Linked DNA regions of Oryctolagus cuniculus: region 1 is linked to region 2. The links are chromatin contacts, called in public Hi-C maps. All regions are on one chromosome and are shown on one strand. The core of a region is the stretch at or near the end of the contact, and the rest is flanking DNA. Distances in the headings are between cores, read along the strand shown. Region 1 overlaps LOC138850408 (a long non-coding RNA gene). Region 2 has its middle 15 kb from the start of MIR137.

Region 1 (5,062 bases), core at 438-2,937, 1.3 Mb after region 2:
AAACTTGGCTTCAGAAATCTGAAAAAAATCCATGTTCATAAGATTTGAGTAAGTTTCTTTATCAGGCTCATTATTCTGAGACCAGTGAGACCAGTGCACCTGCAAAGGGCTGTCTTATATCCTATGTCTGTTTATGCATTCACTCTCCCAGTGAGCTTATTTATTTGATGCATATGTGAGGTCTTCAGAACGTTCATGGCAAATACATATTATGAAAAAACTAATCATGTATAAAACCAAGCATGAATTTTAAAGTTTGTACCAAAATAGACTTGTTTTTAATTCCATTTTCCATGAACGTTTTTATGTTCCTGCCCACATAGCACCTTAAAATCATCAGAGTACACTTTACATGTATTTGACATGTTTTCTTCCAAAACAAAACAAGCACCTTGATGAGTAGCTGTGTGTGTTACCTATTGTGGAACAGCCAACAAGGGGCACCACTGGAGGCGATCAAAATATGTGGATGAATTTGCTAATTGATTACAGTGAGTCCAGGATCCTGAAACAACAGAATGAGTCCACAGATTCGTGGTTTTTCTCCATCTCTGTTGATACACAAAGTTAAATGGATCAGAAAGGCTATCTGGGTCTTGACAATGTCCTGAACCAGGACACTTGAGTCTGCTTCAAATTCAATTAAACTCAACACAAGGAAATGCCAGACAGAGAACAAAGCCAAATGGCCAAAGGAGGTTTGTTTTAATTTCATTTTTAAGCCTCAAATCAAATCAGGTCATGCTGATTGAGTACCTACTATGCACAAAAGTGTACACAAACAAATAGATGCCTGAGGAGGCTATCATCTCTTTACCCAAACACCTTTCAGAGTCAAGCAATGGACTTAGAACAATGCACCATGTTCCATGCATGCCTTAAATTTTTGGAACAAATTAAACCAGCACTGGAACTCAGAAGTGAAAGAGTTTGATCTGATACACCAGACTTATGAGCGCACTTCAAAAAGTCCATGGGAAAAATAGAATTAAGGATACGTGTATTTGAATTCCACGCATGGTTTGTTCATAATATGCACTTCCCATAAACCTTTTGAAGACTCCTTGTATTTAATCTTTGCCGTCTTTATGAGCCTGTGTCACACCCTGTGCTGTCGACAATGTGACTGGAGTTGCAGCAGCTAACTTACGGCCTGAAGACACAAGCCGAGGAGCAATTCAGTGCACTGTGAGGACATCAGGGCCTGAAGATGACAGCTAGTGTTCAGTCCTGAGGACATCTTTAAACCCTGGAGCTTCCCTACCCTGTGGCTTCTTATTGTGCAAGATATTGTGTGTGTGTCTGTGTGTGTGTGTGTATGTGTGTTCAAGCCCTTGTCTTGAACACAAAGAATGGAATAGAAAACAAAATGTCTCCTATCTATTGTGTTTTTTTTCTCTTCTGCCTGAAGTTAAAGAGAAATTATGCAAATCCATTTATAGAATATTTTAGAGGAAAGTGGGAAGACAGTGTGAAGATCATTGAGATAAATATGCAAGGAAACTATAGAAAAAACTTCCCATTATTGTCTTCATTCTCACACCACTAAAGCACGAAAGCCCCTTCTTTTGCTCTCCTCCCAACAGCCCTCCTTCCCTCAGATCTGTGTGGTGTCAGTGCCTGCCTGGTGTCAGGAAGGCAGTGCTGCGAGTCCCTTCTGAGCTAAGACAGCGGGGAAGAGGAGAGCTGTGTGCTGTCAGTTACACTGGCTAGTGAGGAATTAGCAGGTTAGCTGTTTCACTCACAATCCTGGAACCCTGTAGCTATTCACCCTGTTTATGTAACAGATGCTAAAAAGAAAAGAGATGTCAGCTTGGAAAGCAGAAACCCATACTAACCAACTCTGAAGTGAGAACTCTAATGAAAGCCAAAAATAACAAAGTTCTCTTCTCTGTGACAAGAATGGGGTATTAAAAATTCAGGCAACCTGAAACAATCCATTCAAAATGGCATAAATCTTCCTACATCATTTTACCATATTCGTGAATGCAACTTTTTCTGCACTAACCCAGGCATGATTATGATAGAAAGCAAAATGGACATTGTCTATAAACCAAGGAGAAGAAAATACCAGCAACGTCCAAAACTCTCATTGATTGGCCAGTATTGTCTTCTAGAGTTTCAGTGAAAACCATAGAAGGTATCATTTTATAGTCAAATATGTCATTTCAGTAAACACAATTTACATTCATGCTTTTTTCTATCACCACATGTATTCATAAGGTTTAGGTCTTAGGAAAAAAAAACAGAGAATGACAAAGATCTGAGGTTAAGCACATGTCTTTATAGACACAACAGTTATAAATAATTCATGTGAATTCGCCTGTATGTTTTCTTTTCAATAAGAATATACTCATAACTCATTTTTAAACAACCTACATTAAATAATAATCATTTAGGTTGTTAATTTATAAATATATTGCAAGGAACCCATTCTTGTGAATGATCTGGGGATATTGATAGATTTTGTTGGTGAGTGTACTCAGAAACAGGATATATAAAGTTCCATTGCACCATTTTTTTGCATATTCAGGTACAGAGAAATAACAAGGACCAAATTCCTTGAGTTAAATTTTTAAATGATATATTGGTAATGTTTTTGAAATATTTGTCACTCTCCAAGAAGGTGAGCTCAATCAATACATAGCTGGTTGCCAAATTAACATAATTATTTGAAAATGTAGATGATGGCTACTGAAATAAAATTGAAATATACAGATAGATATTTAAAATATTTGGAATGCGCTTGTGAAATCAAGGTTTGTTCAACCTTGAGTACCCCAGTAGAAAGTCCTATTAGGGCAGCAAGACCATGGGTGTTCAATGTTCTGAAGCACCTCTGCCAGTCACCCATAGAGCACAGGTGTTGAGAGCCAATAGCCTTCTGCTTTGGAGTCCCAATTAATGAGCACAAGTATTCATGTGCTAATATTCAAGGATGTTCATTTTATTCAAAAATATGAAAAAAGCTGGGATTTATTTTAATAGACCTTTTTTGGACACTGAGAAAGTACATTGACCTGCATATTGGTATTTTCTTTGAGGAATTGGAAATGTTCACTGGGGCAGAGGTTATGTTGTGATAACAACAACAACAAATATAGGAACTGGTACTTATTATTGTGATATATTGAAAATATGGTTATTCATCACAGGAAATACCAGAATGTGTGGATTGGTGTGCACTGGTTGCTAGTGCCCTCTGCTGGACAGAACAAGCATTTCATGTACCCGGAGGGCTATGCCTGAGCTGTCTCCCTTGTTACCAGCAGTAACGTTGCACTCAAATTTCTTCCATCTCAGATGCTGTTGTTGTGGAACACAGCACTTTCCTGAGGAAGAAAAGTACCCTTCAAAACTAAAGGCAAGATACAGAGAGTCATCCCCACCATGCAATTATATTAGGAATGCTGTTTTTCCATTTGCATATCCTCTGATAGTTTTCCCTTCACACACCCTCCCTGCCTTCTTTCTTCCTTTAACTATATAATTAAATTCCTTACACCTATATTAATTTCATGGGAACTCTTCTTTTTCCTTTGTCTTTCTCTATCTTGGGTAAATTATCTTCAAGGTCTACTTTTGAAGTCATACATTGTGTATGCTTGAGTTTTAAAATGCATCAGTATAGTGCCATTTCAAACCTTGGCAGTACTCATGACATTGCTCACCTCGAAAGGTTCTAGTTTATCATAAATGATCAGTAGCCAAGAGTGTGAAATCAAAGCTAGAGAAACATGAAAGACCTCCCCCTGGTGTCCAGTCCTTTATGACCAGTTCGGGCCAGCAGTCCAACAGTAGGAAACACAGCAGTGTAGGTGTGCAGAGGCTCGTGTGAGCAGTTCACTGTCGTTCACACCCCCTGAGTTTGATGGTTGAATGGAAGGTTCAAAAGTATTTCTTCAACTCAAAGCAAAAACTAGCCTGAAAACATAAATTGGCCCAATTGGGCTTCAAACTTGACCCAAATGTACAAAAAGGCATCCATAAACTTCAGGGAAGCTGATTCAACCTTTTAGTTTGTTAAGAAGCCCAGAAGAGAGGTCTTTATAGTTTTCAAAGGCTTGCACCTTACCTCATCAATGAAGTGTGCTGTTAATAAAGCTGCTACCCCACACAGAGGGGCACCAACCCACTGTGCCTCAGAAGTCCCCAAATGTTCTGGCATGGCACCAACCTCTTTTTTAGGCTAAATTTATACTTTTTCCAGTCAAAGTGTGATGAGCAGAGTATCAGGCACTTCAGTTAGACAAATGGCTAGTGCTGGAAATAATAGCAAAAGAAACTTAAGAGATATGACTAGAGATATGACAGAAACCGAAAATGGTAGGGTATTGTGCCATTACCTGGTTTATAATAATGCTTTCAAAACTTACAACACAAACACAAAAATATCTCATATTTGCTTTGTGGTTTTCTTGAATATATTTCAGAATTGAAAACTGGCTCACTGACCTACAATATCTACTAAATGGTCTCTTAAGTGTCAGTACCTGCAATGTCATTTGCTTCCTATAATTAGCCAACATGCCTCAGCTTTTCGAATATAACATCCTTTGTTTCCAGGGTTTTTTCCCCTCCCCTATATAGGACAAATTCTAATGTGTAGGCAAACCTAATTCCATTGTTTTATCTCTCCTACTTGAATCTTTTCTTCCCTTTTGTCATATCCAATATTGCTTTAATATGCAGAAATCAGACAAAAATGTCAAAAGGAGAAGAAAGCAGCAGCAGAGATTTACTATAAATCGAAATATTTCATATCTATAGTAAAAGAAACTTTAATTTGAAAAATACCAGAGATGGTTCAGTCAGTATAAAAATAAAGATGTCATGACTAAATAGGAATTTTCACTCCCTTAGCTGTCAATAATTAATAGATTATTTACACGGGCACACTCACATTTCCCAGCTTTCAGGATTCCATTTACACTTTGATTCTTCGCTCAGCATCAAATTTAACATCATTGTGACCTTCTTTTGCCCACCACCATTCACCCACCAGACGGGGAGAGAGCATCATCTGATATGTGCATTTATTAAGGCAGCAAGCTCCAAATAT
Region 2 (4,456 bases), core at 1,552-4,051:
TGTCCTAGCTGTTCCTCTTCCAATCTAGCTCTCTGCTATGGTCTGGGAAAGCAGTAGAGGGCGGCCCAGGTGCTTGGGCCCCTGCACCTGCATGAAAGACCTGGAAGAAGCTCCTGGCTCCTGCCTTCAGATTGGCCCAGCTCTGGCCATTGCAGCTATTTGGGGAGTGAACCAGCAAATGGAAGACCTCTCTCTGCCTCTCCCTCTCTCTGTCTGTAATTCTACCTATCAAGTAAATACATTTTAAAAAATCTAAAAAAGGGGGGACAGTGTTGTGGCATAGCAGGTAAAGCCGCCGCCTTAAGTTGTGGCATCCCATATGGGCGCTGGTTCAAGTCCCAGCTGCTCCACTTCCAATCCAGCTCTCTGCTATGGCCTGGGAAAGCAGTGGAAGATGGCTCAAGTCCTTGGGCCCCTGCACCACTGTGGGAGGCCAGGAAGAAGCTCCTAGCTCCTGGCTCCTGGCTTCAGATTGGTGCAGCTCCAGCTCTGCGTGACAGTCAACTGAGGAGTGAACCAGTGGATGGAAGACCTCTCTCTCTCTCTCTCTCTCTGTCTTTCAACCTCTCCTTCTTTTTCTATGTGTAACTCTAACTTTCAAATAAATAAATAATTTTTAAAAATGAGGTCTAAAATATGCCCTTATATCAGAGGAACAAGTGCAGTGCCTTATATTACAGAGGAGACAGTGCTTCAAGCATTCCAGAGGATGCTCAAGAACAGTAACGGAACTAGCTTAGCAGGCAAGGTGACATTTGCAATACGCTTGCAATGAACTTTTGCTTTACACATTTATCCTTACGGGGCACCCCAACATCCTCTAGAGCAGTCAAATGGCTGGCACGCTATAACGTCGATAGAAGAATCAGCCCAAAGACAGACCACACTTAATATACAAGTGAATGCTGAACAAAGGAATCAAGTGTTTTCTAAATAGCCAGAAATGGTATCACATGGATTAATCATAGAGACTGATAAATAGCTCAGTTACTGATGTTTTTCCATCTGAGTACTTAGATATAAAATCAGCTCAGCCCAAAGGTTTCTGCAAGCTCCTGAAATATTCTCGACAAGCCTGGCCAGGATATCCACTTTGTCCTATGCTTCTTGGTCCCTTTCCACTCACAGGGATGAAGACGGTGTACTACATCAATAATCATGACTTTATTGGCAGCAAATGTGATTTTCTAGGTCTTCTGGAAAGTATTGTACATTTAGTTGTTTTGTTTACATGATTTCAATTTGAAACCAACCTTTGAATAAATCTCCTTTGGCTGAATTGCTTTTAGTTTAGGCCTCATTTGATTTAGGCAGAAAAAGAAAAATCATGTACTGCAAGAGTGAGTCAAATTTCCTGCACAGAAAAGTGCAAATGTCCTCCCATTTTTCCTGAGGATTAACTGGCAAAATGTAACAAACCCTGGATCATGATTAGGGACATTTGAGTTATAGTTTCTGCCTCATTCATTCATTCAATAACTATTTATTGAGCTTTCTGTGCACAAAGCACTGTCCTAGGTGTTGACTTTGGAGGAGGGAGGAATCCAACTTATCCAACATAGTCAAAAATTCAGAATTATTTGAGGACCAGTGTGGAGAATGTGTGAAACAACAGTGAGTATAGTGCATGCGGTGAGGGACGGGACTTTGCTGTACTGGGCACCCTATGCCCCAGCTAAAGGGTATCCAAATTCCATTTGTTGAGATAAAATAGAAAACATATTTTGGGGTTGTATTTGCAGGGCTTCCAACTGTCTTTCTTGAACCATATGATTCCTAGGACATTCTGCACATTCCTTTATACTCTAAAATGAATGAATGGATGGGGCAGGCATTTGGTACAGCATTGAAGTCACCATTTGGAACACCCCCCATCCTTCATCAGAATGCCTGATTTGATTCCCGGCCACTCCACTCCTGAAACAGCTTCCTGCTAATATGTATCCCGGGAGGCAGCAGAAGATGGCTCAAGTCCTTGGGCTCCCTGCCACCCATGTGGGAGACCAGGATTGAGTTCCAGGCTTATTTCATAAAATATTCTGTTTACCTTTTTGGAAACCAATATATAAAATATCTTAGGAGCACATTATGTAAATATAATATTAAAATTACTCTAGAAGGAGTCATATATCACTTGGAAAAATTATTACACATAAGACGGTCCCATGAAGGGTTAAACCAACGCTTTATCTTACATAAGCAAGTCTGGTGAAAATCTAGTGGCACAAGGATCAATTTCAAACTTTTGAGTCCTTTTTTTTAAGATGGAAAATCTTACGTTTATAGTTCAGGCACATTTTACACATGAGTGAAAGTTCCAATCAATATTTCTGAAACTTGTTGGATGTCATAGATTTTCGTTATAGTTGGGAAATTGTATCCAGTTAAATTGTGAAATATTTAAGCAAGGAGACAGAAATTGTGCTGTTATAAAAGCAAATAATGTTTTCTAAACTTTGTAACTAATGAAAGTCCCTAATCTTTGATCTTATTTAAAACTAGGGAAATTAATTTTGTCATTCTAAGTCCTATTTAAAAAACACATTCACTATTAACATCCTGTTCATTTCCTTGAAATCAAGAACAGACATTCTATATTTTAGGAGTAAAACCTTATTTTAATCAGCAAACACCTATCATTGCATCAAAAATCTGGTAAATGCCTATTTTAAACAAAACCACATTTGCAAAAAAGTACACTTTTATAATTTATTCTGGTTCTTTAATGCTTCCTAGAATGAGGCATTTTATTCTTTCGAGTTGAAGCTTTTTTCTGATGACAGCAGCTGTTCTGCCTCTCCTACACCCATATCCATACCAGTCATCTCTGTGCCTCAAAGCAATTCCTTACATGAGTAGTATCTCTTCAACATGATAGCTGCCTGAACCTTAAAACCACACACTCACAGTGCAAAGATAATCCCTCATTTTTACAAAGAAATATTTCAGAAGTGCCCTAATACTGAGAAATACCTTACCTCACCCTGGATTTTACTTAACTATTATTCTGAGGTGCATCTTTTCAAAACAGGAAACATTTCTCCTTTGGCAATGTTCTAAGCAAATGACTTTATCTCAATTATACAAACCATAAATAAACAGAAATAAAAGAGATTAATGAGCACCAGTACAACTGAGTGACAGTCATTAACTACATTTCTGCTTTATTGGGAAACCTCTCTGTGACTTTTGTTCCATTAAGACTGTATCCTAATTATCTCAGTTTCTTTCTGCCATTAATAATCTTATTTTCTTAGAAATAGTACTGATGGATGGGCTTTAAACTGTACTTTCACAAGCGAGGCAGAGTACAATCAAGAAAAGGGTTCCCATGTATAGTTTGTGGGAATACATTTGAAATGGTCATATTTCCTAAATGATCTTGCAAATCAGACTTCAGCCAAATGTAGTACTCCATTATAAGGGACAGGGGGGAAAATTGAATGTTGGAGTTCAAATTCATATAATAATTAGAAGGGACATTTATTTCAAAATGTGGAGAACTTGACAGTAAGAAAATGACAGAAATTCAGCTCCACAGTGAATTATAAATGTCAAATTACTGGTACGCCTGTAAAAAAGTATGTAGCTATTAGAAACCAGACTCTGCATTCATGTGCAGTGCTTCTGCCTTTATCAGCTCCTTATATTCCTCTAAGGTGTTCTGTCACTCACTGTCAAATTTCCAGTGTAAGATTATAAGACATATGTCAGATCAGTGTCCAAAGCTTTCTAGGTTCTGGACACACCAATGCAGTCCCATATTTTACACAATATTAGGTATATTAAATGGGAAAACCTGCTCAGTTATTAGAAGTCAGTTACAGAGTGTACTCTAGCATGTGATATCATCTACTCTGCGGAATGCAAAGTGCAGGGGAGGGGGAGCAGTGTGCTTCTATATTGTGTGTGGACTCTTGATGCTGTCAGAGTGTCAGCAGGATGAACAATGAAAAGGATGTTAACTAAATTTTGATGTGCAAGAACATGTGTTTAATTTGCAAGATGCTTTGTTTAATTAAAAGGTAAATACCATTTACAATTCCTCTTGCAGACAAATTTAGAGCAGCAACAACACCTACAGAGTGTTTAAATTGCCGGCAGAATTTCTTGGATGCATTTGATCAATTAAAAGGTACGTATCTGGGGAGAAATAATTATTTTTTCCATTTGTTTTCAAATAGAAATGGCTTTATTTTCTATAAACAGATTATTCCTAGATTTCAATTCCGAGCTAAATATGGATTGAAAGATCCAAAAACTATATTGTTATCTACATAGAGGACAACAAACTGACATCTAAGAGCGTCTCTCGTCACTCAACCTCCGCCTCAAAGGAGATTTTTCTTTCCCTCCTAATCGTCTGCCTTTCTTTCTATAGAGTTGGATCCAAAAGCAATGTGGTTCACACAGACCTTTTCACCCCTCCAGAAAGATAACCTCAGTCACATCACTT

Evidence for each region. A called contact is a pair of places that touch in the nucleus more often than the background predicts.
Region 1: a contact with region 2 is called in a Hi-C map of liver, with 8 times the contacts expected there. The contact joins two enhancer-like sites. A contact is called at or near these places in 3 of 6 Hi-C or Micro-C datasets (ear pinna, liver and an unstated tissue).

The regions. Positions count from the first base shown.
Region 1 is chr7:73,726,219-73,731,280 of mOryCun1.1, forward strand. The region is part of intron 1 of LOC138850408 (a long non-coding RNA gene); the gene reads right to left. Among named protein-coding and RNA genes, the nearest start is that of PTBP2, 230 kb to the right of the region's middle. Within about 2 kb of position 1,688, at least 2 of the 8 cell types and tissues checked have an H3K27ac peak or open chromatin away from gene starts, as enhancers often do.
Region 2 is chr7:72,435,845-72,440,300 of mOryCun1.1, forward strand. No RefSeq gene overlaps it. Among named protein-coding and RNA genes, the nearest start is that of MIR137, 15 kb to the right of the region's middle. Within about 2 kb of position 2,802, at least 2 of the 8 cell types and tissues checked have an H3K27ac peak or open chromatin away from gene starts, as enhancers often do.